3 separate regions of the Salmo salar genome follow, and all the other regions are linked to region 3. Evidence: chromatin contacts called from public Hi-C data. All regions are on one chromosome and are shown on one strand. The core of a region is the stretch at or near the end of the contact, and the rest is flanking DNA. Distances in the headings are between cores, read along the strand shown.

What was found. Hi-C and Micro-C count contacts between places; a contact is called where the count stands out from the background.
Region 1: a Hi-C map of muscle shows a contact between it and region 3, with 15 times the contacts expected there. The contact joins two enhancer-like sites. A contact is called at or near these places in 2 of 3 Hi-C or Micro-C datasets (gill and muscle).
Region 2: a Hi-C map of muscle shows a contact between it and region 3, with 9 times the contacts expected there. The contact joins two enhancer-like sites. A contact is called at or near these places in 2 of 3 Hi-C or Micro-C datasets (gill and muscle).

What each region holds. Positions count from the first base shown.
Region 1 is chrssa05:7,342,151-7,347,103 of Ssal_v3.1, reverse strand. No RefSeq gene overlaps it. Among protein-coding and RNA genes, the nearest start is that of LOC106604170, 160 kb to the left of the region's middle. Within about 2 kb of position 3,668, at least 5 of the 13 cell types and tissues checked have an H3K27ac peak or open chromatin away from gene starts, as enhancers often do. A contact at or near this core is called in gill and muscle, where this site is marked.
Region 2 is chrssa05:7,375,037-7,379,854 of Ssal_v3.1, reverse strand. No RefSeq gene overlaps it. Among protein-coding and RNA genes, the nearest start is that of LOC106604170, 130 kb to the left of the region's middle. Within about 2 kb of position 2,319, at least 7 of the 13 cell types and tissues checked have an H3K27ac peak or open chromatin away from gene starts, as enhancers often do. A contact at or near this core is called in gill and muscle, where this site is marked.
Region 3 is chrssa05:7,444,581-7,449,274 of Ssal_v3.1, reverse strand. It overlaps LOC106604170, which reads left to right. Exons shown (of 3, transcript XM_014198590.2): 2 at 3,731-3,782; 3 at 4,435-4,694. Among protein-coding and RNA genes, the nearest start is that of LOC106604170, 57 kb to the left of the region's middle. Within about 2 kb of position 2,689, at least 12 of the 13 cell types and tissues checked have an H3K27ac peak or open chromatin away from gene starts, as enhancers often do. A contact at or near this core is called in gill and muscle, where this site is marked.

The DNA of each region.
Region 1 (4,953 bases), core at 2,419-4,918, 100 kb after region 3:
AGCTCAGGAAAAGCCCAGGAGTGGCTGACGGAACTCTTCAGCTGGCTAGCTGGCTAGCTCCGTAATAATGTGTGTTAATTCCGTGACCGACGTTGCCAATAGTCACTCAGGTAGCAGCTAGTTAGCTGCAAGATCCAGGTGTAAATGTCCAGAGCCTGCGGTAGAAATCGGGGAAAGGAGAGAGAATAGGTCCGATATGCTCTGGTCTGAGTCGCGCTGTACAAAAACTGGCGATAGCTTTTCAAGCTAGTGGATAGCTGAGGACAGCTAACCGTGGCTAGCTGAACTTCAACGTTAGCCAGTGAAAATGGCTAACCTCTTGCTAGCCTGTTAGGGCTAGGGGGCAGTATTGACACGGCTGGATAAAAAACATACCCGATTTAATCTGGTTACCACTCCTACCCAGTAACTAGAATATGCATATACTTATTACATATGGATAGAAAACACCCTAAATTTTCTAAAACTGTTTGAATGGTGTCTGTGAGTATAACAGAACTCAAATGGCAGGTCAAAACCTGAGAGATTCCTTTACAGGAAGTGGCCTGTCTGACCATTTCTTGAACTTCTTTTCCATCTCTATCATTTACTAAGGATCTCTGCTCTAACGTGACACTTCCCACGTCGTCCATAGGCGCTCAGAGCCCGGGAAAAAACAGAATGTCGTCATTCCAGCCCCAGGCTGAAACACATTATCGCCTTTCTCAAGTGGCCGATCAAGGGACACTGGGCTTATGCGCGTGACCCCGACCGCCCCGCCTTTGGGATTTTTTTCCTCTGTTTGCCGAAAAGGAGATTCCCTGTCGGAATATTATCGCTTTTCACGAGAAAAATGTCGTAAAAATTGATTTTAAACAGCGGTTGACATGCTTCGAAAGTACGGTAATGGAATATTTAGAATTTTATTGTCACGAATTGCGCCATGCGCGCGACACTTCTTTACTATTTCGGATAGTGTCTGGAACGCATCGAACAAAACGCCGCTATTCGGATATAACGATGGATTATTTTGGACCAAACCAACATTTGTTATTGAAGTAGCAGTCCTGGGTGTGCATTCTGACGAAGACAACAAAAGCTAATCAAACTTTTATAATAGTAAATATGATTATGGTGAGTGCTAAACTTGCCGGGTGTCTAAATAGCGAGCCCGTGATGCCTGGGCTATGTACTTAGAATATTGCAAAATGTGCTTTCACCAAAAGCTATTTTAAAATCGGACATATCGAGTGCATAGAGGAGGTCTGTATCTATAATTCTTAAAATAATTGTTATGCTTTTTGTGAACGTTTATCGTGAGTAATTTAGTAAAATGTTAGCGAATTCCCGGAAGTTTGCGGGGGTATGCTAGTTCTGAACGTCACATGCTAATGTAAAAAGCTGGTTTTTGATATAAATATGAACTTGATTGAACAAAACATGCATGTATTGTATAACATAATGTCCTAGGGTTGTCATCTGATGAAGATCATCAAAGGTGAGTGCTGCATTTAGCTGTCTTCTGGGTTTTGGTGACATTATATGCTGGCTTGAAAAATGGGTGTCTGATTATTTCTGGCTTGGTACTCTGCTGACATAATCTAATGTTTTGCTTTCGTTGTAAAGCCTTTTTGAAATCGGACAGTGTGGTTAGATTAACGAGAGTCTTGTCTTTAAATGGCTGTAAAATTGTCATATGTTTGAGAAATTGAAGTAATAGGATTTTTAAGGTTTTGAAAATCGCGCCACAGGCTGGCAGTGGCTGTTACGTAGCGTCCCACCTAGCCCATAGAGGCTAGCTTCTGTTGTGGAATTCAGATGAGGTAAATAATACTTTCTTTTTTAAATTGGTGAGGCGGGTTGCAGGAGAGTGCTTTGAGGTTGAGTTTTTAGAATAAAAAAAAATATATATAAAAAGATAAGTGAAGAAAAAATATGTAAATATATATATACACGGGACACGACAAGAGGAGGGTAGAGGACGTCTGAACTGCTACGCCATCTTGGAAAAAAAAATATAAGTCGATATAGGACTCGTTTTACTGTGGATATAGATACTTTTCTACCTGTTTCCTCCAGCATCTTCACAAGGTCCTTTGCTGTTGTTCTGGGATTGATTTGCACTTTTCGCACCAAAGTACGTTCATCTCTAGGAGACAGAACGCGTCTCCTTCCTGAGCGGTATGACGGCTGCTTGGTCCCATGGTGTTTATACATGCGTACTATTGTTTATACAGATGAATGTGGTACCTTCAGGCGTTTGGAAATTGATCCCATGAACCAGACTTGTCTACAATTTTTTTTATGAGGTCTTGGCTGATTTCTTTTGATTTTCCCATGATGTCAAGCAAAGAGGCACTGAGTTTGAAGGTTGGCCTTGAAATACATCCACAGGTACACCTCCAATTGACTGAAATTATGTCAATTAGCCTATCAGAAGCTTCTAAAGCCATGACATCATTTTGTGGAATTTTCCGAGCTGTTTAAAGGCACAGTCAAATTAGTGTATGTAAACTTCTGACCCACTGGAATTGTGATACAGTGAATTATAAGTGAAATAATGTCTGTAAACAATTGTTGGAAAAATTACTTGTGTCATGCACAAAGTAGATGTCCTAACCGACTTACCAAAACTATAGTTTGTTAACAAGAAATTTGTGGAGTGGTTGAAAAATGAGTTTTAATAACTCCAACCTAAGTGTATGTAAACTTCCAACTTCAACTGTATATATACACACACAACACAATGTCCTCGCAGCAGATGTGTCCCCTCATTCAGAAACGGTTACACACGTAACCTGCTGTACTGGAGCTGAAACCAGATTTCTCATGCATGCTACACATTGTGACACTCTCAACAAAATTAGATTGCTGTTAAATATGTCTTACAGTACAGAAAGTCACCTCTTCTCACTGTAAAAGCATGTTTTGTTTGTCCAGCACACACCACAAGAGCTCCCAAATTATACCCTGGAACAGGTTTTAGAATTTGCATAACCTATATAGTCTGAGGTCCTCTACACTACTGTGTATCTGTCTCGATTTAATAGCTAATCCAATGGCTCATATCCTCTACACAGTGGATCTGTCTTGATTTGATAGCTTCTCCAATGGATCGCGTAGTGCACAATTATCCTCTCTATTTGTGTGTTGAGTGTGGAAAATGTATAAAAACTTTAATCTGCCAACTTCTCCGTCTATATTTCAGAACGCAAAACACTGAATACAGGTCATCGTTACAACAAGTGTTCTTTCATAAAGAAAGAGATTAAATGATACACATTATAGAATTATATTCATGATGTTAGTTATAGTACATTGGGATGATTCAGCAGTGTTCCAAATATATTCTGGTTCTTATTGCGTCCTATTACCATAATGAATGTCTGAAAGAATGAACTGAGCTGCTTGGTATTGGTTTGGAAAATAACATTACTTTTCACACGTAGCCTTATCTGGGCACGAGCAATCTGAAAAAAACGTTCTACAAGACTTTTAGTAGTTGGCCCACAAACCGTTTCTGACTGTCTGAGTGCACGTGTGTGTGCCTGTGTGTTTGTGAGCGCAATAGTTTAGGACACAATGTTCCAGACATTGAAAGTAGGTCAAATAGTTGAGACAAGAGAGAAGAGAGAGAGAGAGGAGAGAGAACTGAAGGGTTATACCGGCCCCTACTGGATATATAGGATACTGCAACAACATATGGCTCTGTAGTACTCTACCAGAAAACCGAAGGGATATACTGCCCCCTACTGGATATATAGGGTACTTCAGTAAAAGGTGGGCCTGCAGTACTCTGCCATTTAGTCATCTGTCTAATACTGACAGTCTATGGTTATGGCTGGGACACGCAGGTCAATAAATGTACAAACACACACTAAACATACATTATATAGCTCTTTCTCTGAAGGATAACGGAACATGTGACTAATACAGCACATAAGATTATTTTGTCTTTCATGCCTTGATGATTTCTTGTTGTTTATAACCATCTTTAACTTAGAAAGACACACACTACCTACCTGTGTATTAGTTGCCTTTCCTGGACCTGTAAGCACTAGGATTATTAAAAAAATACAATTGTTGAGAAACATATTCCAACACACCCTCCTTTTCCAATCAATAAATTCCCCTTTTTCCTCTCAAATGTAACACTATTTTAAGTATTTTTTAGTAAGTAGCTTTGGCTTGTGTGAGCCAGAACAGCTCATAGGATCAGTGGCCCTATCACCTGTTTCTGTAGCCAGAGGTAGCTTGATGTACAAGTACATCCCCTGTCTATCGCAGGGCATTGCCCCTAATCCATCTCCTTAATGATGAATAACAAGTAGACACACATCGGGTCACATTTCGACAGTCTTTGGAATGACTCGGCTAGGGATCGAACTCCCAACCTTCCAATCTCAGGGCAGACACTCTAACCACAGAATTGGTATTTCAAGACAGCTAGTAACAGCGCTGTAGAACTAGTCTACAGAACAGACACCTGTTTTATCAGACTAAGTCAGGAATGAACAAGTATTAGGAATGAATTATTTTCTCCATTGCCACATGATGGCGATCTAGAACAACAATTCTGAATCTGAACATGTCCAGCAGAACTGGCTGTAAACATTACAAAAGTGAGTCATTCAACTGATCTGGAGAGAAAGTCAAAATGGGTCTATCTGTGTAAAAAAAAATATATATATATATATTTAAATGGTAAATTGGAATTCTATTTTGTCATTTGTTTGACATTTGTTGAGTGTTATTCACTTCTGTCTCTGACTGTAAATATTTTTCCTCTGCTTTCAAGGAGAGCGGCTATGTGTGTGACTCCCTAATGGCACCCTATTCCCTACATGTTGCACTACCATAGGACTCTGGTTAAAGTAGTGCACTACATAGGGAATAGGGTGCCATTTGGGACACAATCAATATACATGATGCAGTGGTTAGGCATTCGATGGAAGGAAAAACACTTTCTCCCTC
Region 2 (4,818 bases), core at 1,070-3,569, 69 kb after region 3:
TAGCCAGTCATTCCAGGTAGAAGATAGTCAGAGCCAGCTAGCAGCTAGTCAACAGCCAGTCAGTTGTTCTAAATATCAGTTAGTCAGAGCCCCTGCAGGTCATACTAGGACTAGGTCTGCATCTCAAATCGCACCCTATTCCCTACATAGTTTGCTACTTTTGAACGGGGACCTGGTGAAAGTAGTGCACTACATAGGGTATAGGGTACCATTTGGGATGCAACGTAGGAGAGTCAGTTGCTGTTGTGGGGCTGAGAGGGAGTGCAGGTCTCAGAGTCACTTGCTTGGCAACATGGGCAGGATAGACGCTGGCGTTAGTTAGCAGCCGCTTGGCACAGAGTCGGTCATAGACCTGCAGAGAAAGCAAAAACAACACTTCAGCTATCTTTGGCTGTACAGCCCTGTTCCAGCTGCTGGTTCAAAGTACGGTCACTGGCGCACGCCCAGAACAAAAGGCTATGAAAAAAACACTAAAGGAATGAGTCACAGCCACTTCATATGAAGAGAACAAGGAGCACAAGAATGTCTGGAACCAATGGACTTGACTTGGACCTTAGCTCGCAACTTGTCACGATTCTGTTGCAGAATTGTTGGCAGTATTGCTAACATGCATGTTTGATCAACAATAACAAAAATAGCACAAAATAACAGAATGTCTTTGGAACCAATGGAGGTCTTAACTTGGACCAGGATTTGTGTCTTCATTCTGTTGCAGCAGAACACAGAATTACTAAACCTGATCTTTAAACAAAGTCTTAATGCCTTCTTTAGAGAGGATTGCAACAAGAGCAATATGATTCATAAGCCTACTGAAAAATCCGTACAAAGTTCAATACTTAAAAAATTAGAAAGTTTCCACGTCACCCACAAAAAAAACCCGTCTACTTTAATCCATGCTTATGGTTACTACCATACAGTGGTTCATAGGTTGGAGTCCCTCTCCTAAATGTCAATAGGGTCAGTGATGTCATCGTTATTCAAGACAGTAATTGTTGTTTGTTTCTGATGGAGAAAAACTATTTGCTAGCATTCCTCATCCTTGTCATTTAACACTGAATCTGGTGAATGTCCTGTATATCTCCTACTACAAAGTGGGTCATGATGCAGGAGCACAGTACTGTTACCTTCACGGGACGCTTTCTACTGCAATAAACGTGTTCTCTCTGTGTCTCTGTCTCAATACGTGGATGTCGATTATGGCAGCCCCTCTCTGATTCAGAGGGGTTGGGTTAAATGTGGAAGACACATTTCAGTTGAATGCATTCAGTTGTACAACTGACTAGGTATCCCCCCCCCCCCTTTCCTTTTCTCTTCTCTATCACTCTCTCTCTCTCTCGCTGTCTAACTCACACACCTTCTCTCTCCCTCTCTCCCCCTCTCCCTCTCTCACGCAGTCCTGGAGCGTGATGGTAAATCCCCCTGGAGTTATTATTTTCCATAGGGCCTACACCCCACAATACAGCTAATTTCAGATCCAACTGAATGCAATATAAACTAAAGCCTATTAGCAACTCCCTTAACATTTATCGAACACTACAGAATATCTATGTTGTTATTTGTCTTCAGTGTCACGTTCGGCACCACACCGTTTGTGGAAATACCTTGTTCTGAAACTAAATTAATAATTCCACACATATTTCTTAACAACTTTTTAGGCAGGTGGGACCATTCCAGGAATCTCAGTCAGTAGGTGTCTCCCACTGTTCCGTAAAGGCGGGGGTAATAATTGGGATGTACCTTTAGGGAAATCTAAACGGCAGGATAATTACGTACGGCTTATCTACCAGCTTTAGAAGCCTTATTATTAACTGGGATGAATAAAAACAGCTTTAGTGTTCTTGGTGTGATGCCATGACTTCAGAGAGGCAAGGCACACTACGCCTAACTCATTGAAATAACCAACAGTAAAACAACATCTTTACTTGTGTCTTCTACCTCACTGTTACTGTATATAACTTACAGGCATTTCATAAAGTCGAGACATCAAAGAATACAGACGTGACATCAAAAATGTAAGTACTGTTTTTTTACAACCTACTGTTGTTTAATACAGTAACTACCTTTCGACAGAGAGGATCTGCGTGTTTGACCTACTACTGAATAGACGGAGTCACGTACGCCAGATATCTTTCTCACTGATCTGTGGGATATTCTGCAAGTGGGTGGTTAGTTGGCAAGTTGTAGACCTGAGAGTCCACGGACTGTAATTCTACTGATCTGCTGCCAATGGACAGAGGCTCTGTCGGCTTTTGGTTCAGCAGAAAGGGAAAGAACACCTGCATTCACCCAGGGGGCTGAAGAGAGGGGTTAGAGCACAACTAGTGGTAGACTAGGAGTACTACAACACCTTTTCCCAAAACTCCATTCATAGAGTATGCACTTTACACCAGCAGTATACCACCTTGCATCCCAGTGCTGGCTTTCCTCTGAAGCTAAACAGGGTTGGTCCCGGTTGGTTCCTAGATGGGAGACCAGATGCTGCTGGTAAGTGGTGTTGCAGAGCCAGTAGGTGGTTCTCCTTTCCTCAGGTCAAAAAAATAATAATCCCAATGCCCCAGGGCAGTTATTGGGGACAATGCCCTGTGTAGGGTGCTACCTTTCGGATGGGATGTTAAACGGGTGTACTGACTCTCTGTGGTCACTAAAGATCTCATGACGCTTATCGTAAAAGTAGGGATGTTAACCTCTGGTTCTCATGGCAACCTAATCATTCCCAGCTTCCTATTGGCTCATTCCTCTCCCCTGTAACTATTCCCCAGGTCATTGCTGTAAATGAGAATGTGTTCTCAGTTAACTTATCTGGTAAAATAAATAAAAAAAGTATACTGTTGTCAGTCCAGTATGGAGTGCTTTGTCAACACACAACGTGTTCTTACTGACACATTGATAAGCTATGATTAGATTGCATGTTTATCTAAGTTACATCAAAGTACATTTTTACTAATTCAGTAACTGCCCTTAGACTTAACAGATAAACACCAAACTTTAGGTATTTCACACAACCAAGTGTTCATACAAGTTCAATACAACAACCTGCCTTTACATGTGACATGATATTGTAACATAAATCAATCAGGCCACAAAGCAATGTACCAACAACAAAAAAAAACACAAAAAAAGTTATAATATTCAGTGTTCTTTCGAACAGGAAACTCTATCTGACACCCAGCCCTTCCACTTCCTGTTAAAGAGTTAGGGGCTTTAATAGACTCTCCTGCACGCCTGTGTCCCAAATGGCATACCCCATTCCCTGTATAGTGCACTACTTTTGACCAGGAATCATAGGGATCTGGTCAAAAGTAGAGCACTATATATGGAATAGCCATTTGGTAGGTACACACGGTATCAGCCCACCCGCTAACACAATGACGTAAAAGGACCACTAAGAACTGAATGGAGCGCCCATTCAAAACAGTCAGTCGTTCCAAAGTAACGTACAATCCATAATGAATGAATTAATACAATAACTTTTGCTAATTTCCAAATATTGAAACAAAGCAGTTATTTTTCAACCAACTCATTTTGTAATGTTACATGTGAAGATATCAAGGAAAGCCATATGCAACATAATAGCTTGGAAGTCAGGTTAGCCTTATTATCCTGGTCAGACCCCACAGCTCTTTAGTCTCTGGTACCTCTATTATCCTGGTCAGACCCCACAGCTCTTTAGTCTGTAGTACCTCTATTATCCTGGTCAGACCCCACAGCTCTTTAGTCTCTGGTACCTCTATTATCCTGGTCAGACCCCACAGCTCTTTAGTCTGTAGTACCTCTATTATCCTGGTCAGACCCCACAGCTCTTTAGTCTCTGGTACCTCTATTATCCTGGTCAGACCCCACAGCTCTTTAGTCTGTAGTACCTCTATTATCCTGGTCAGACCCCACAGCTCTTTAGTCTCTGGTACCTCTATTATCCTGGTCAGACCCCACAGCTCTTTAGTCTGTAGTACCTCTATTATCCTGGTCAGACCCCACAGCTCTTTAGTCTCTGGTACCTCTATTATCCTGGTCAGACCCCACAGCTCTTTAGTCTCTGGTACCTCTATTATCCTGGTCAGACCCCACAGTTCTTTAGTCTCTGGTACCTCTATTATCCTGGTCAGACCCCACAGCTCTTTAGTCTCTGGTACCTCTATTATCCTGGTCAGACCCCACAGCTCTTTAGTCTGTAGTACCTTTATTATCCTGGTCAGACCCCACAGCTCTTTAGTCTGTAGTACCTCTATTATCCTGGTCAGACCCCACAGTTCTTTAGTCTGTAGTACCTCTATTATCCTGGTCAGACCCCACAGCTCTTTAGTCTCTGGTACCTCTATTATCCTGGTCAGACCCCACAGCTCTTTAGTCTCTGGTACCTCTATTATCCTGGTCAGACCCCACAGCTCTTTAGTCTCTGGTACCTCTATTATCCTGGTCAGACCCCACAGCTCTTTAGTCTGTAGTACCTCTATTATCCTGGTCAGACCCCACAGCTCTTTAGTCTCTGGTACCTCTATTATCCTGGTCAGACCCCACAGTTCTTTAGTCTGTAGTACCTCTATTATCCTGGTCAGACCCCACAGCTCTTTAGTCTGTAGTACCTCTATTATCCTGGTCAGACCCCACAGCTCTTTAGTCTCTGGTACCTCTATTATCCTGGTCAGACCCCACAGCTCTTTAGTCTCTGGTACCTCTATTATCCTGGTCAGACCCCACAGCTCTTTAGTCTCTGGTACCTCTATTATCCTGGTCAGACCCCACAGCTCTTTAGTCTGTAGTACCTCTATTATCCTGGTCAGATCCCACAGCTCTTTAGTCTGTAGTACCTCTATTATCCTG
Region 3 (4,694 bases), core at 1,440-3,939:
TCAGGTTAATATGGCCGAGGAGAATTAAACCACTAGGAGGACTCAGGTTAATATGGCCGAGGAGAATTAAACCACTAGGAGGACTCAGGTTAATATGGCCGAGGAGAATTAAACCACTAGGAGGACTCAGGTTAATATGGCCGAGGAGAATTAAACCACTAGGAGGACTCAGGTTAATATGGCTGAGGAGAATTAAACCACTAGGAGGACTCAGGTTAATATGGCCGAGGAGAATTTAACCACTAGGAGGACTCAGGTTAATATGGCCGAGGAGAATTAAACCACTAGGAGGACTCAGGTTAATATGGCTGAGGAGAATTAAACCACTAGGAGGACTCAGGTTAATATGGCCGAGGAGAATTTAACCACTAGGAGGACTCAGGTTAATATGGCCGAGGAGAATTAAACCACTAGGAGGACTCAGGTTAATATAATATGGCCAAATGTTGTTCAAATACCAGTACTTTGTTTATATTGTCATGGTGAGCAGTGCTTCTCTCTCTCTCTCTCTCTCTCTGTCTGTCTCTATATCTTTCTCCATGTCCCTCTCTCTCCCTCTCTCTCTCTGTCTCTCTCTCTATATATATTTATCCATGTCCCTCTCTCTCCCTCTCTCTCTCTCTCTCTCTGTCTCTCTTTCCATATTTCTCCATGTCCCTCTCTCTCTGTCTCTCTCTCTCTCCATATTTCTCCATGTCCTTCTCTCTCCCTCTCTCTCTCTCTGTCTCTCTCTCCCTCTCTATCTTTCTCCATGTCCCTCTCTCTCCCTCTCTCTCTGTCTCTCCATCTCTCTCCCTCCTGTTTAGATAGGAAACAGTACAATACACTTTTAAAAATACCAGTACTAAGCCATGACCACTGTGACTAACCCCCAGAGAGTTTCCAACCAGAGACAATAGATGTAATACTCTTCCCAACCTGCACCTTATTCCCTACACACTACCCTATGGGCCCCTGGTCAAAAGTAGTACACTACCCTATGGGCCCCTGGTCAAAAGTAGTGCACTACCCTATGGGCCCCTGGTCAAAAGTAGTGCACTACCCTATGGGGCCCCTGGTCAAAAGTAGTGCACTACCCTATGGGCCCCTGGTCAAAAGTAGTGCACTACCCTATGGGGCCCCTGGTCAAAAGTAGTGCACTACCCTATGGGCCCCTGGTCAAAAGTAGTGCACTACCCTATGGGCCTCTGGTCAAAAGTAGTGCACTACCCTATGGGCCCCTGGTCAAAAGTAGTGCACTACCCTATGGGCCTCTGGTCAAAAGTAGTGCACTACCCGATGGGCCCCAGGTCAAAAGCAGTGCACTACCCTATGGGCCCCTGGTCAAAAGTAGTGCACTACCCTATGGGCCTTAGGTCAAATGTAGTGCACTAAATGGGGAATAGGGTGCCATTTGGGATGCATCCTAGCCCTTCTTACAGCCAAGCCTGGTAGCTCCACAGCACAGTGTGAAATCACAAGTGACAGGTACTATGAATACTAATATGTTCAACAAGGCTCTGTGAGATCTGATTGGTGTAGACCAAACTGGAGTCTCGCCTAGCTAATTGGATCCGATGGGTTACAGAATAATTCATTCCTTCCTCACAAAATGGAGTACAGTACAACTTACTTTTCTTATATGAGCTAAAATAGTGACACAAAGGGGTGTTAGAGGTGTTAAAGTTATAACTGTGTTGCTATATAGTGACTGCACATAGCAACAAGGCAGCTATGATGGTGCATGTAACTAGGTAGGTCTATCTATGGATGACAGTATTGACCCCTATAAGATGTCCTTATGCTTAAACTCTTGCCTGATAGTGAGAGCCTATTAGGACAACAAAACCACATTTTATATTACAAATTAAATATAATATTATTTAAATTCCATGCATGAAAATCCTCCAAGGATATGACGCCTGTAAATATTATTTCTGAAGTGAAATTTCATCTCTCGCCAGCTGGTGGAAGCAGAGCTCTAGAGGAGAGGAAGGAAATAACCAGAGCCTTGCAGTGGGTGGAAAAGTACCCTGGAGGTCACCAGAAAGGGCTTCCCCAAAACTTCTGTTTGCAACATGCTGCAATGTCTTCTACTATTGCACCTGCAGATAACACCGACTCAAAACAATAAACATTATGTAGACATCCTGTTATAAACCAATAATACATGCATTATTAATGCATTCAATATATCCAGATTCTAGTTTGGCTCTATAGGCCATCTGTTTCATAATGTCGCTTTACTGTTGCACGTGATCCCTGACAAATTAATCATTTAATGAAAAAGAGCAATATAATAGATGTACTAGGCCGATAATAATTATACACAATTCCGTTGTAGCATTTCCTTAAAAAGATTATCAGCTGATGAGAATCAACAACGAAAAAACCAAACAGTAATTCCTAGTCTGCATACGACATGTCACGCAACCAAAACCCTTTCACTCCCCCAAAAACTGCGTGTGGAAAAACACACAAGCACACACTTTTTTTGGTGCATTTTTTGTTGTTGTTGCCTGTTTGCTTTAAAGTGTAAATGAAGTCGGTGTCCGGGTCAACTGAGTGCTCATTGTGTTTGTGGGAGTTCAGAAAGGGGGCAGAGGGAGAATCATGCCATAAGGCGGATTTGCATAAATGATTCTCCGCGTCAGATGACGTCAGGACACCGTTCGGTTATAAGCGCCGCCGGTAGCAGAAATAGACCCATTCGCTGAAACATAACGTGGCTCACATCACTGGCATTAACCTACCGCACTACACTCAACTCACTTCACAACAGAAGCAACCGAGTCGAGTCAGTCGAGTGATTAAGCTGAATACAGTAACCTAGAATTGTATCTAGAATAGGTAGATTTATCTACTCAACCAATCGCAAACGTGGCGAGAAGCATTATCCAAACGAGTCTGCTGCTAAATTTGACTACGGAGATCTTCAAAACGCCAATGGAGGTTGCTGTCTATCAGTTGCATAACTTCAGCATCTCCTTCTTCTCCTCGTTAGTAGGAGGAGATGTGGTGTCTGTAAAACTTGACAACAGGTAAATAGAAAAACCGCTCTGGATTGTGTGTGTTATTGATGCGTAATTTGTGCGTTATATATTTCATTCAAATATTTCATCTAAATTGTTATAATTCGACATTTCTTTCTTTACAAATAGATTGAGCAAAGTAAGGTTATGCTGGTATTCGTTATGATATAATTGGAAATACCGTATTATAAATGTCTAATTCTGTGCAGACTTTGAGTAATGCAATTTGACTCCAATCCGCCGCGTGTGGGTGCACTATGGGTGCATTTTCAAACGCATAAAAGTGGAGTATCTTGAAGCAATGTCGATACAAAGTAATCAATTTCATGTCATAGTTTGCAGTGCGCAACAATGTATCTAGCTAGGTTGCAAAAAAAAAAAAAAAAAAACCTGAATTGTAGGACAGTGGTAGGCAGGCATACTGGTTTTTCATACACATGCCCAATCTCAAATAGGTTAAGACTTGTACCAAGTTTCATTCAAAGACACAAAAAAGCCTAAACGCAAATTAAATAAACATTTGTGACGATGATGGCATTACGTGGCAATTGCATCTCAAAAGACTGAAAATAAGTTATCCTGGTGCCATAAAGGCAGTCTGGTGTCAGCATCTATATGAGAGAGCATCTGTACTTACTAGGCTATCTGTTTGTTCCTTTTGATCCAATGCTCTGGCTTGATATGTTGACTTATGGCTTCTCTTCTTCTCTCCTCCACAGTGCCTCGGGTGCTAGCGTTGTTGCCATTGACAACAAGATAGAACAGGCAATGGTATGTATCAGCAGCAGGATTATACACTTTATTATTCATAACATCACTCATTAGTAGCCCAGAAAACTATGGGCTATTCCATATCCCACCACATTCATGCACTTTGCCCATAGTCATCATTTTCTGTATGTTGATAATCATAGTAGACTAGGCTTCAGTCAAGTACTAGTAAACGGTAGTACTGTAGAAGCATGGTAGTCTGTATGTGCCTGCAGCTTTGGGTGGCTACAGTACTGCACACTCAATACATGTGATGTGGCATGGGACTATGTTCTTTCTGCTGCATTCTGAGTCAGACAGGGAGGAAGCTATAGATGTGCACAATAGCAGTCAGACTATTACCTATTTAGTTTACAGATCAACTTTTAAACCTTAATCCTGGCCATATGGGTACAAGTCTCTGTAACCACATGGCCTGTTACTACAAGTGTTTGTAAGGCACGGTAGGTTAAGCTTAAACTATGAATCACCTTACATGGAGAGATTTGTGGTCGGATTGTATGAGTTGCCCAGAACGCTTTCTCTCTCTCTCTCTCTCTCTCTCTCTCTCTCTCTCTCTCTCTCTCTCTCTCTCTCTCTCTCTCTCTCTCTCTCTCTCTCTCTCAAACAGACGTCTCTAACAGTAGATCTCATTCCTTCTCTCCTATCTTAGGATCTGGTGAAGAACCACTTGATGTATGCAGTCAGGGAGGAGGTAGAGATCCTCAAGGAGCAGATCAGAGAGCTGGCTGAGAAGAACAACCAGCTAGAACGTGAGAACAGCCTTCTGAAGAACCTGGCCAGTCCAGAACAGATGGAGAGCTTCCGGGAACGGGTTCCATCTGACTCAGACGCTCTGGTCCCCCTGCAGCTGGACAACCAGTACCAGCAGCAGGCCCAGCAGTACCAGCAACAGGCCCAGATGGGACTCCA